Regions from separate parts of the Rattus norvegicus genome. Here region 1 is linked to region 2. The links are chromatin contacts, called in public Hi-C maps. All regions are on one chromosome and are shown on one strand. The core of a region is the stretch at or near the end of the contact, and the rest is flanking DNA. Distances in the headings are between cores, read along the strand shown. Region 1 holds the start of Gabrb2 (gamma-aminobutyric acid type A receptor subunit beta 2). Region 2 holds the start of Gabra1 (gamma-aminobutyric acid type A receptor subunit alpha 1).

The links. Hi-C and Micro-C count contacts between places; a contact is called where the count stands out from the background.
Region 1: a Hi-C map of prefrontal cortex shows a contact between it and region 2, with 5 times the contacts expected there. The contact joins the promoter of Gabrb2 here to the promoter of Gabra1 in region 2. A contact is called at or near these places in 3 of 12 Hi-C or Micro-C datasets (Schwann cells, frontal cortex and prefrontal cortex).

The regions. Positions count from the first base shown.
Region 1 is chr10:27,436,363-27,442,738 of GRCr8, forward strand. Gabrb2 (gamma-aminobutyric acid type A receptor subunit beta 2) reads left to right here and starts at 3,431. Exons shown (of 9, transcript NM_012957.2): 1 at 3,431-3,507; 2 at 3,633-3,724; 3 at 4,679-4,746. The coding sequence starts at 3,431.
Region 2 is chr10:27,150,697-27,157,468 of GRCr8, forward strand. It overlaps Gabra1 (gamma-aminobutyric acid type A receptor subunit alpha 1), which reads right to left and starts at 1,493. Exons shown (of 10, transcript NM_183326.2): 1 at 1,285-1,493.

The sequences.
Region 1 (6,376 bases), core at 2,181-4,680, 290 kb after region 2:
TCATTGATAAGAGATGCCCATGAGGCCTACCATGCAGAGGCAAAGGATCTCCTGTCATCTTTTGCCATTTTGTTTTCTCATCGTTTACTATGCGTTTTTTGATTTTTCTCCAAATGGCAGCTCTTTTATTCTCCTCAGGCAAATTTGTAACAACTGCATCTGATTTGGGTTCTTCCCGTCTTTAAAGATGACTGCCTCGCCACGTTGTTTGCTTTTGTGCCCACTCATTAAAGATTGCTAATTGCATGACAAATGCTACTCAAGTGATTACATCATTCAACATTAATCCAATGGCAAAAACAGTATTAACATTTATCTAGATTAGATAAGTCAAGGAGACCACATTTTAGAGACATCAATGTCTTGCAGTTACTTCTAGGTGTTTGAGAAGATCCATTCATAATAGATCTTCAATATGTATTTATTCACATGTATGTATGTATGTATGTATGTATGTATGTATGTAATTATTTATTGGATCACTACTATTATGTTGAATGGATATGAGGGTATTTTGTGATTTAGTTTACTGAACTTCATTCTTTCAGCCAAACTAGACAACCTTCCTGAAGGTGATGGACAGATCGGAGGAGTAATTAATGGAACGAAGTCTGTGTTTGGAGATATTTTTGGAGAGAAAGGAGTTTTCTAGGACTTGATTGAATTACTGGCTAACTGCTTTGAGAACCTTGTGTTTACTGAAACATATTTTTTTCTCTTTTCATTACACTTAGCTTGAATATTAGTCTTACTGTAAGATCAAGAAAAGGAAGAGAAATCAGCAAATCTCCCTCTGCCCCCCACCAGTCAGTGTGTGTGTGTGTGTGTGTGTGTGTGTATTAGCTTCCACCTGGCAGATAGTCATGCAATAGTACATCTGCCCTGTGTTTCTGGTGCTAACTTCCCCAGACTATTTCCCTCTGGTTTGTCTTCCACCCTAGGGAAACTATCAGATTCCTGCTGGCAACCATCCCTCCTCCACAAGTTCCCTTGGAGTCACCTCTCTAAGTTGCCCCAGAATAATGACTCTCAATGTCCCGGGGCGCGCGCGCAGGGCGGGGGTGGGGGTGTCATTCACTATGTGGGTCAAGAGGGGAAGCTGGACCTGGCCACTGTGGGGACTAAGAGCCCTCAGCTGGCATCCTGCAGCGCCAAGCTAGCTGCAAACCCCGTGGAGGATCAGTTTGCTGCTCTCACCAGAGACCTGCTGGACCACCAGCCCTGTGTAAACTGTGAGCTTTTCCATACCACAGGCACAGCGGGCTCTTGGAGGTCCCCCGGGTGGCGGTAAGGAGCTAGCAGAGGTTGAGGTCCTGAAACTTAAGAGTTGAGGTAGTCTAGTCTAAGGGTTAGAAACACTGCTTTAAAAGCGCAAATCACTTTTCATCCTTCTCCACCGGAATGACCTTGGACATGTTCCTCAGATTCGATGTGCTAGTTTCTAAACCCATAAAATGGGGTCACCAAGGAGTCAACCTCGAGCTAATATTGCTTTAAGCACGGTTTTCTTAATATGGTAGGCGCTCTCGGTATATGACAAGGCTCAGTAGTAGATTTAGGTTAAATACTGCGGTCCAGGACCCAGGGTTGAGATCTGCTTTCCCACCTCTTCACCAAAGAGTGCCTGGTAGCTGAAGAACCTGCGGTGCTCCCTTCCTGTCGTCTCCTAGATAAAACAGGGAACAGGACTCCAGGGCATCCCAGTCCGCGTGCTCTCGGCATCCTCTTTTCTCCCACCCTGCCCCGCCCCGCCCCCCATCCCTCCGCGCGCCCCGAGCAGAGGAAATGATTTTTCCTATGAAATGAGTCTCGATCTGGTGTCCGTGTTGAGCCTGAAGCAGGAGGGAAGTGGGCAGTCTTGGGTTCCCGTGGGCTAGGAAGGGAAGAGGGGAAATTGTGGTGTGTAGTTTGGTGGTTCGGTGGCTCAGACGGTTTCGGGGTTCCTTCATTGTGCCAGCCTTGTGTGAGCCACTGGGTTTGGACACAGAGGTGCATCTTCAGCTGGCCAGAGAGGAGCGGCAGGGGTGCAGCTCTGTTGGGCCACAGTAGTGGGCAGCGAGCTCCTGCTGGTGAGGTAAGGAGTGGTGGGTGGCAAGGACTGTGATCGCACGTGTGTCTCGTGTGTGTGTGTGTGTGTGTGTGTGTGTGTGTGTGTTCGCGCGCGCGCGTGCGTGCGTGCCTGTGAGTGTGTGTGTGTGTGTGTGTGTGTGTGTGTGTGTGTGTGTGTGCGCGCGCGTGTGTGTGCCTGCCGTGCGCGTGCGTCCGCAAGGCGTGGGGGGCCAGAGGAGAGCATCCCACCCCGCCACCCGCCCTCGCGCTGGGTGCCTTTTGGCCCCGCACCTGTGCTGGAACGCCTGTCACCCTCTGTCCCTCACGTCCCCACCTCCATTGTCCCTCAGTCACACCTCATTCTGACCACTTATAATTTCCCAGTGCAGAGTCAGACCCAAACCCAGAGAAGCCTTTGCTTGCCTGACTGTTCCCCTCGCCCCCTCCCCCTCCTGCTATAAATAGCAGTACTAGCGGGTCAGGAGCGTCACAGCGCCAGAAACCAAGACCCCGAGGTTTTCTTCCCAGGGAACAGGGGACAAAGTGTGAGCAGGAGGAAGAGAAAGAAATCACTTGTGAGTAGTGAAGAAAAAGCTTGCCCCTTGACTCCCAGGAAAAACCAGCATCTTTGAATTCCTGTATTCTTCCCCTTTCTTCTCAACCCATTCTGATTCTTTCATATTCACAGTTCACTCCCCACCCCCCTCGTTCAAAATCCAACCTCTGCTCAGTACTCCTCCCATTGGGTTTTTTTTTTTCTCCTCCTCGGACTCCAGTTCCCACTGCTCCCCTCCCCACTCCTAGCGCTCCCACCCCACCCCCACCACCTCCGCTTGTCCCAGGCAGGGGATTGCTATTCTTCAGGAAATAAAAGTTCAACTCCTTGCCCCTTTCAACCTGCTTAGACCGGGAGGAGTGGGGTTTCAAAAACCAATCTTCCTCCCTTACACCTAGTCCTATTTTTCTTCTTAATATTTAAGGACACACACACACACACACACACACACACACACACACACTCTAAAACCCCACCACATCGTGAGGTGCAACTACATCCTAGAACAGAAACTTACCAGACGCTCTGGTTGCTTTTGTCTTAAAGAAAAAAGAAAACAACGAAGATTTTACTCTGGATGCATTTCTGGGGTAGTAGTTTAATATTATTCAAACATGTACATATTACACATATATATGCTTCTTTTCCTTTTTCCCCTTTAATTTTTTTAAACAAGGAAATCTCGGTCCCCGGCAGCCGCCGCTGCCCCTTTGATGTTTTGGTACGCCGTGCGCATGCGCTCCACATTAGAATTACTGCACTGGGCAGACTAAGTTGGATCTCCTCTCTTCAGTGAATCCCTCAATCCCACCAAAAACTAAAGGGATGTGGAGAGTCCGGAAAAGGGGCTACTTTGGGATTTGGTCATTTCCCTTAATAATCGCCGCTGTCTGTGCTCAGAGGTAAGTGTCGCTTTCCTTTCTCACTTGTCAGGGCTCTGTCTGCATACCTCTCTGTGAGCAGGGCTGTTGAAGATGCCGTGCTGTCTTCTTTATTCATTCCTGGTTATTGTCATTTTTTTCTTTAGTGTCAATGACCCTAGTAATATGTCGCTGGTTAAAGAGACGGTGGACAGACTGTTGAAAGGCTATGACATTCGTCTGAGACCAGATTTCGGAGGTAATGGGATTGCTTGGCAAATAAGAAACAGCCCAGCTCCAGCCTAAGCTGTCTTTTGGGCTTTGTGTGCACTCTCTTTCCGCCCCTTAGTTGTGGGTGCATGTGGTGTATGGAATGTTTCCCTATTTTACCTTGCTGAGAAACAGATCCAAACTTAAGCCAGTTTGTTTCTCTCCAGCACTTGAGAGGTCTTTCAAGAGACCCCCTTAGAGTGTGATCAGACTTGGTAACAGCTCTCCTTCTCCTTCACTGTGATATATCTTTGTCCCCAGTCTGAGGTTTCTTGAGATACAAGCCTCTTAAGTTTAGTTAACGGTGTGTGCCCGGCCGGGGCTGTCTTATAATGTGAGTACTTTTGAGGACACAATGTGCAGGCGGTTGGCTGAGAGGTGGCCTCGACTCTCAGTGCCCACCTACTTTAGAAGAGTTCTGGCCGTGGTTTAAAGTGGCTTACGTCGGGATTCTATCCAGCCCTCAACCGGGAATGGTACAGGGGAGAAGAGGGTCTGGGGGATTGAGAATAAAGATAGCAGAGGAAAAAAGGGCACTTCTCCCTGGAGCCCCAGATATGCTAGTGTGGCCATTTAATTTTGCTCAGACTCTTATTGGAACTCAAAGAGTTAAAACCTACACACAGAAGTGGGTGGGGAAAAGAAGAAGGAGGGGGCTTCAAGGCAATATAAACAAATCCCTCCGGCTAAAACTCTCTTGTGTTGCTGTGAGTTGTAGGATTCACAAGCTGAGCCATCAACATGTGTAGACACAGCTGGCTTCATTGTCCGACCAGCACATGTGTGCATATTCCTAGAAGAGTATCCCCCACATTCCTATCGCAAAGATGTAGGAATATAATGAGCATGAGGGGGGAGGGGGTTCTTTAGAGTTTCCAGTGACAACTCAGGTGTGAATGACTAAGTTCTGAGAAGTCACATGGCTGACCATCTTGGTTTGCAGGTCCCCCTGTGGCAGTAGGAATGAACATTGATATCGCCAGCATCGATATGGTTTCTGAAGTCAATATGGTGAGTATTAATACTCACAGATATGTCTCTGCAATGGGGACTGTGAGGGGGTTGTGCAGCCACTGGGGGTTGGGTGGGGTAAGCTTGAATATGTGTATAATGTGGGGACAGGAAGAGGGTATATGGTCCTGGAATTCATGTTATGTGTAATTACAGAACAACTCCTGGTTTTTTTTTTTTGTTTGTTTGCTTTTTGTTTTTGTTGTTGTTTTTGCACTTTTTCCAATTTGGATCCAATACAGAGCGAGTAAAATACCTCACACATTCACGTGTAAAGACAGTAATATGCTGGAGGCCCCTCCTCCCCCCTGCAGAAGCTATGGTTCTGACACCTTCTTGGATGCCTCAGTTTGTCAGGTTTCAGTTCTGGGTTTGGGGATCAGTCATGTAAAGGAGGATGTGAATGTGACCAAAAAGAAAGAAAGAAAGGAAGAAAGAAAGGAAGGAAGGAAGAAAGAAAGAAAGGAAGGAAGGAAGGAAGGAAGGAAGGAAGGAAGGAAGAGAAAAAGAAAATACCTTACCAGGAAGTCTATCTTACAAACTAAACTGTCACAGAGAGACAAATCAGTAAGTCCTAGGATGTTGATGCCCACTTGTTGCTTTAGGAAATTGCCTCCTTGTACTTGATGATATTTGACACCTCTGCCCTCCCCTCACTACTTCTCATCTCTTTTAAACCCCTCTGCTATTCCAGTGAGATAAAATAAAAGCTGACCAGTCTCTATCCAAAAAGGCAAGCTTCATACCAAGTGTACTTTCTTACAGCTCCTACGACGCTAATCATCGTGGGTACCAAGCACATTCAATTTATTGACAGCCACATTCAGTCTTTGGAAAAAGAATAAACACTAAGAGACAGGGGTGTGGGAAGAACCTGTGTTCTCCAACAGGGAAGCACTTTTTGGAAGGGGGTGGGGTGGGGTTATGCTTCATGCAGGAGCGCCCCCTGCTGCCCACGTTGGAGCACTGCGGATATACATGACAAGGACAAGTGTCCCAGATTCCCCCACTTAACTCACGGACATTTCTCCTGTAAATTCTCCCCTCCCCCATCTCTCCCTCTCTTCCTCTTTCCTTCCCTCCCTCCCTCCCTCTCTCCCTCCCTCCTTCCCTCCCTCCCTCCCTTCCTCCATTCCTCTCTCCCTCCCTCTTTCCTTCTTTCTTTCCTTTTCTCAGAAGTCTCTCTAGATAAACGGAACCTTAAAAATCCAGTATTCCTTTCAAATCTGATAGCACACAGAACATTTCAGATTGTTCTATGGTATCCTCCTGTCTTCCTGTCTTGAGAGTGAACAAATAATTAAAGAAGGAGATGAAGTGTGTGAGCTTTTATACAAACACTTCTAAACCAGCCATTGGGACATAAAATTTAGGGCATACTAATTAACTCAAGAAGTTTGAAGTATTAGGATTTAGCCTGGCTCTCACCTCAATTTAACAGAAGTTCTTATATTCCCAGAATTCAAAGTGGCAACTAGCATATCAGCTACAGATGCTGGGCAGTAACAATCTAAAGGCACCATAAGCTTCTGACCACTTAACAGAAACTCGAGGGGGATAATCAATTAACTCAGCAGTGGTTTAATAACAGAAATTTTATAATCTAATAATTGGCAGTGTTTTGATTGTA
Region 2 (6,772 bases), core at 243-2,742:
CTATTACATGTATTTTATTTCACCACTTTCCCCAGTCTTGACTCATTAGTAGGGCCAATCATGAATAGATGGAAGCTTTATAAAACTCATTAATTTTTTTTTACATTAAGCATTCTCTAGTTCCATGTGGTATGCCTTTAAATACATCAACAAAATGCTTTCCACGCTCTCCCCGATCATCCCAATCAGTTAGAACCATCACAGACAGTCATGTAAGCAAGGAAGCAGAATTCGTTTAGAGTGAAATGATGTAGAGATAAAGACTGTGAGCTTCCTCACAGCGTTCTCTTAATTTAGTGACTGGTTTTGATACACAGGAGTAGAAAACGACAGGGGCATCTTGGATAAATATCATTACGTTAAAATATTGCATCCAAATGGCACAATGATAATTCTTCCTTTAAAACATGTTTGTTTTTTGTTTTTGTTTTTTTAACGTCTGTTTTGAAGAGGGAAACAACTTCTCTTAGCCCTATTGATCCCCACTGATTCTAGAAAAAGAAAGTCTTGAATGGGTGAGAGAAAGAGATTCCCAAGCCAAGACACCATAGCTTTTGCACTCTTGTCATATTTGGAGAAAACCAAACCTGCCTTGGCACTTCAGTTCTGGAGGAAGAAAGTTTCTTGCGAATACAAACATAATAGTTGAAAAGGAGCCCGAAGCTGCCTCTTGCCCCCTTCCCACCTCCATCCCTCCCCTCGCTAGAAGCATGCTCCACTACCCACCTCCCCTGCGACCCAGATCAAATAAGTTCAGCATTTCATTTCCAGAATGCGAGAGACCCCTACACCAGAGGGCATTTCAGCTGTGGCGTCTGGAGAGGGGAGAAGAGCTGTGTTCAGGCAGGGTGAGCCAGTCTTCCTTAGAATGAAACTGCGTGACAGGTTTTCTGTCCTAACCTCTCAACTTTAGCTGATGGCGACCCCCAGCGCCCCTCCCCAACTCATCGCAGCTCCCCTTGGACAGAAAAAAAAAAAGAAGAGGAAAAGAAAAGATTAAAAAAAGAGAAAGAAGAAAGATCAAAACAACATGTCACCACCCACCCCTCAGGGTACATTCAAATCTGCCTCAAAGAGGAGAGAGGGAAGAGAGAGAAATCTACTCCTATAGGGCTGCAGTTTTCACCCTGAAAGAAGAAAACATTCCTTATTTCTACCTGCTCCCAGCTTCAGCTCCTGTCCTGCTGCTCCTGCTCTCTTCCCCACTAGAACATCTCTGCCTCTCCAGCTAGGACAAAGGCAGATTGCAAGCTGTGGGCATTCGTGGTCCGAAGTCTCACTTACCTCGGGGCCCCCTCTGGGCACCGGATCGCTCCAGACCCGGGAGAAAAGTGTGGGAGAGAGGATCGCGGTGAGCCGGAGCTGCGCGAGTGTGCGAGCGCGGGCGCGCCGGGCGGAGGGCGTCCTCGCGCCGCGCTCACTCACACGGTTTGAGCCATCATGGACTCTGCGTGCTCCTGCACTAGAGATTTCATACCCAAATTTGCTTCCCAATATCCAATCTGCAGCTATACAACAAAAGATTTCTCTGTACCAAGACAGTAGTAATACGTCCCAGCGCAAACCGGATGTGAAATAGGCGGTGACTTCATGCCAGAGAGATTTTATTTTAGAAAGGAAGGTGGTACCAGCCACTGGATCTGGACACCAATCCGCCCATTTTTTATATGCAGCGCAATTTAACTTGCACCACTCTGGCCCTAATCCCCGTCTCTGTAGCTGCCGGCTCAAATCCTTCTTCAATCTGCTGCAAGCATTCCTCTATTTTGGGGGGGAGGGCGGCTGGAAAATGGGGGAAGGGAAGGGTAGAAAGGGTTAGACATGGGGGCTACACTTAGGATCTTTTCTCTCTTGAGATTTATGAGCACACTATTCTAAGGTGTGCTCATTAAAGCACAACCGATCCTTGTAACTCTGCTACCTCTGATCAAATATTTAACCACTGCATTCATATGAATGAACGCAAGCTACGAAGCAGGGAGATGTAGGCTTACACGTGTGGGGAGCGCTCTGTCCTCTTGCTCTCCCTCGCTCACTCCCACACATATGTCTAAATCCCTGCATGTTGCAGAACCAGGACTAGTTAGGGACAGCAGGAAGATTCCCCGTCTGAGAGGGAATGGGCCCCTGAGCTTAGAGTCCTTCGTACTTAGTCAGATTCTGAGTGCCTTGCACCCTGCCTTTCATCTACAGCATAGAGGACAGCCAGACAGGCTTCGGAACTGGTTTTTAACCTTTGCGTGCGTTGTCCTGAAAAAAGCACAGACGCCCTTAACTCCGAATTTTGAAAGGTTTTCGAACGTGGAATATTTAACTTTACATAAATCATTTCTGGGTTTGAGAGGCATATCTCCATTTCCGGAAACATGCCTTTGCCCCGAACTCCATCATTTTCGGTTCAGAAAAATGGGAGGAGGGGGAGGATTTTTAGAAGTCAGTGGGGGAAAAGCTTCTACTTTCTTTTCTTCTTCTTCTTCTTCTTCTTCTTCTTCTTCTTCTTCTTCTTCTTCTTCTTCTTCTTCTTCTTCTTCTTCTTCTTCTTCTTCTTCTTCTTCTCCTTCTTCTTCTTCTCCTTCTTCTTCTCCTTCTTCCTTCTTCTTCTTCTTCTTCTTCTTCTTCTTCTTCTTCTTCTTCTTCTTCTTCTTCTTCTTCTTCTTCTTCTTCTTCTTCTTCTTCTTCTTTCTCTCTGCTCTCTTTTATTACCTTCCCCGGGAGTTCTCCACACACAGTTAATTATACATGCAGAGAGAGAGAGAGAGAGAGAGAGAGAGAGAGAGAGAGAGAGAGAGAGAGTTTGACATGTTCCTAACTGATTTTCAGGGACTGAGTGATGACTGGTTTCTTGCTCAGGATTTGTGAATGGCTTCTAGCTCGGGTCATGGGTGCTGTCTTCCTTAGGGTGCTGTTAGACAATGACCAGCACCTCCAAGAACTGCTTTTCAGCATTTTAAAACCACATGGGGAGGAGGTGCTGAAAATATGAGGCATCCTCAGGTCATACTTCTGTTAGATCTGTTAGATCTTCATCTGTTAGATGAAGTCTGAGTTTCAGTAAGCCCGCTGGTCATTTTCTTCTAGTGGACTTCTGGCCGAGGAGAAATTTGAAATAGAGGCTGAGTGTTGTCCAAAACATTAAAAGGAGGAGAAACTAGTTAGCAAGACCCAAACACTTCTGTATTTAGTGTTCTGCAAGTTGTTCTTGGCTTATGCTGCAAGGAAATCAGGTTATACGATGAAAACTTAAGCTAGGCTGTTGCAGTCACCTGATCTATACAGGCAAAGACACAGTCATAATGTGACTCTGTTCTCTGGCTTTTGGGGGTGAATTACTAACAATTACTAACAAGGAATATTAGAAATAAACATTTTGGAAGGTGCATCTCTCTTTAAATAGTAATAATTGCCAGGAAAGCACACAACAAGGGGGCCGATGCACTCTTAAACACCAAAGAGCACTGCTGTTCCCTTGTGTGAAATAGCTCCATTTATATTTATTTATTAGTTTCCTTGTTCACCGGGCAGCTTATAAAGCAACCCTGACTTTACAGAAGTTCTGAAACCCCGTTACCAACTCTAAAGCATTTCTGTATCTCTCCACAATATGCTAAAACTCCATAGTTTCAGTGCCTTTAAAGAATAGCCAATAGTCGTAAAAAGACGACATTTTGAATGTCCTCCCTTCTCCTGACAGAACTGCGGTCGCTCCTTTGACAGTTCTCCACAAATTGGTGGACATTTTGGCTCTTGCCATCTAATGTCACGCAACGAAACCTCTCCATATATCACGATTTTGCAGACACTGGCCCTGAAAGGTTACCATTTGAGAAATTTCTCTGAGGACAATTTCAATCACAGACTGCTGTGTGTACCACTAGAACTGCATGTAACCATACAGTATTTTCATACACCAAAAAGAAAAATGAATTAAAAATTATGGAGCTAGAGTGGGAATGCAGAAATGAAAATGCTCCTTAGAATAAAATACAATATAGATAAGATTGTATCATTCTCATGAAATGTATTACTTAAAATACGGAAACTTGACAATTCTCCAATCAGTACCCAACATTGTAGACAATGCATTTATAGTTTCCTATGAGATACTAATTATCCCCATAGTTCTAGATATTAAAATACAAAAATAAGAAGAAAACTATTTTATAATATCCCATTCCATTAATGTTTTTGGACAGCTGCTGGTGTTATACTTTTCCTGCTACGTCTTGAATTAATCCTTTCAAAGTGTGCATACCTGAAAAAAAATAAGTAATTGAATAGTGAAAAAAATTACGATTTCTAATATTTCTGAGAGTTCACTTTGTAAAATTATATCCCAACTGTTTAGCATACCTCATTCAACTTCATTCTTAAAGCGAACCTTAATACAGCCATTTGACAAGTCTTTCATATCTGTGGACTACAGAGATCAAAACATTTGCCCAAGGTCGTATGGATCATGAGCTACCAATTTTAGTAAGGAAATTAAATTTAGGAATTCAGGTTCACTCGCTCGTTCATACTTACACATGGCTGTTTCTTCACCGTGAGTCCGTGTGCTCCTACAAAGGTCCCTTTCACTTGTCTGAGACACACTTGACCATTTAGATCAGCCACAGATATCAAGGCCCATTTTAATTTTCAAAATTATCCAGTGCTAAAAGTTAACGGAAGGTAGGAGAGTAAATAACAAGAGTGTTTATTTTGAAGACCAGTTTGTCGAGAAACAACGTACAATTTCACTTTTATTTCAGATTTTTGTCGTTATTTTTCATCGTTCTCATGAAGCCAGTGGCCTAGACCCTCATCACAGCACTTTTTAGCAGGAGAGCACTGAGTTCAAACCCAGGACCAGAGATGATAGGCAGGCCGGACACCTCCATCTCTAATGCAGCAGTCTGCTCACATTGCTTTTTCTGTCATTTTAAATGGCAGAAAGTCCTGACCTAATTGAACACGTGACACTGAATCTATCAATAGAAAATTGCTTTCACTTCCCCAACGAAATGGGTAGTGAGGGAGAACTAATGAGTGCTTCCGTTTATTCAGTGAACTTTTTTTTTTAACATTTACAAATAATCTGAGGTAAGAGTAAAATATAAGTAAAAATAAACCAGCTTTACTAACATTCCAGAAAGATAGTGGCACAGCTCAGATATACATGTGCTGAAATTATTTCTCAATATTAACATATTGGAAAGCATGGTTAGTAATCCATAATAATAAACATAAAGGTTGCACTTGCATATCTATAATTATCAATACATAAATGAATGACCATATACAGTATTTCCAAACTTACCAATTTCCCTAATACATAATATAGGATACCTTACTTAATGAACCATATAAGCATATTGTGTAGAATATTCCTTCTTGTATAATTGATACTGAAATAAAAATTATTTTTAAAATAGGATAATTTTGTTCTTTAATTGAGGTACACTTGTCACCCAAGACAGTATCTTTTATTTCCAGGATAGAAGCATATTTCGATGTTTGCACATATTAAGAGGGGCATACATGTAAATATGTTGTAAAACCAAAGATAAAATTGTTTTCCTTTGACTCACTGATGTCTTGCAGTTTGAAGGTACAGAATAGTTACTCCTCTAATAATGGCAAAACATCATTTACCATCATTTACCAATAATATTTGCAGAAAAGGTAAGTAATTATATATATATATATATATATATATATATATATATATATATATATCACACCAAGGTTCTTCAAACCACATTAATTGAAATTTTCTAGCACAGCAATAGTACCTCATATTTAAGTTGCAGCATTGTGTGGGAAAATATCACATTTGACTCTTGTGTTCGAAGCATAAACTGTTTTTTATTGAATGCACATTTCTTTTCAGTTTATCTCTTACTGTATTTGTTTGGAACTTGGTATGCCTTTGGAAATACTGGCCACATAACTCATAGTACTGCTCATAACTCATAGTATTCACTTTTGTATGAGAATGAAATTCCAAAAGGAAGGTCATCACAGAAGATATGTGGAGAAGTTAACTCTCGTACTATCTGAATCCAAAGACTATGTCCTCTTTCAGAACATGTTCTGATAAAAATAATGGTTCTCAATACATCTCCTTTTTAAAATAGATTGTTTTTCATAATTCCTGAAGAATATGAGGCCTCACAGAACCCTCATAGCACGTGGTCTATCCACAGCTATTTCCTGTAAACACTGACTTTCCCAAGGATATACCTAAACCACCTTTGTATGATTGAAAAATAACATTTATGCATGTGCAGCAGCATGAACAATTTCATAGTTAAGTAGGGCACTCTTGAGGTTCCCTTTGTTGATCATTTTCAATAGAGTGACTCACACATCATAACCTGGATTCACCCATTTTCTTTATAAAACTTCTCACAGCTGTTAAATCCATCAACTCGAGTAGATTAAATTCAGATTTATTTAGAATTGAATGAAGTGATAGGCTGAGAGCAAGAAGTGATTTTATGCATTTAAAAATAAATACAGTCTTCGTATTGCCCAAACTCTGAAGAAGGGTTTTCTCTGTTGGAGATTCACTTGGTAATTTGAAGACAATAAGTCAGAAAGAAGGTATGAGAATAGACAATTATTAAAATGTACACTCTGCATGATATTTTAAAATGCAATTTCAGACACATAATAAATTACCTGACTGAAGAAACGCACGTTGTTAGTAGAACAGTATTAAGATAAAACCAAGCAAACACATTTCAACTGTAAGTATGGATGCACATCTATTTCTCTTTGTTGGTTC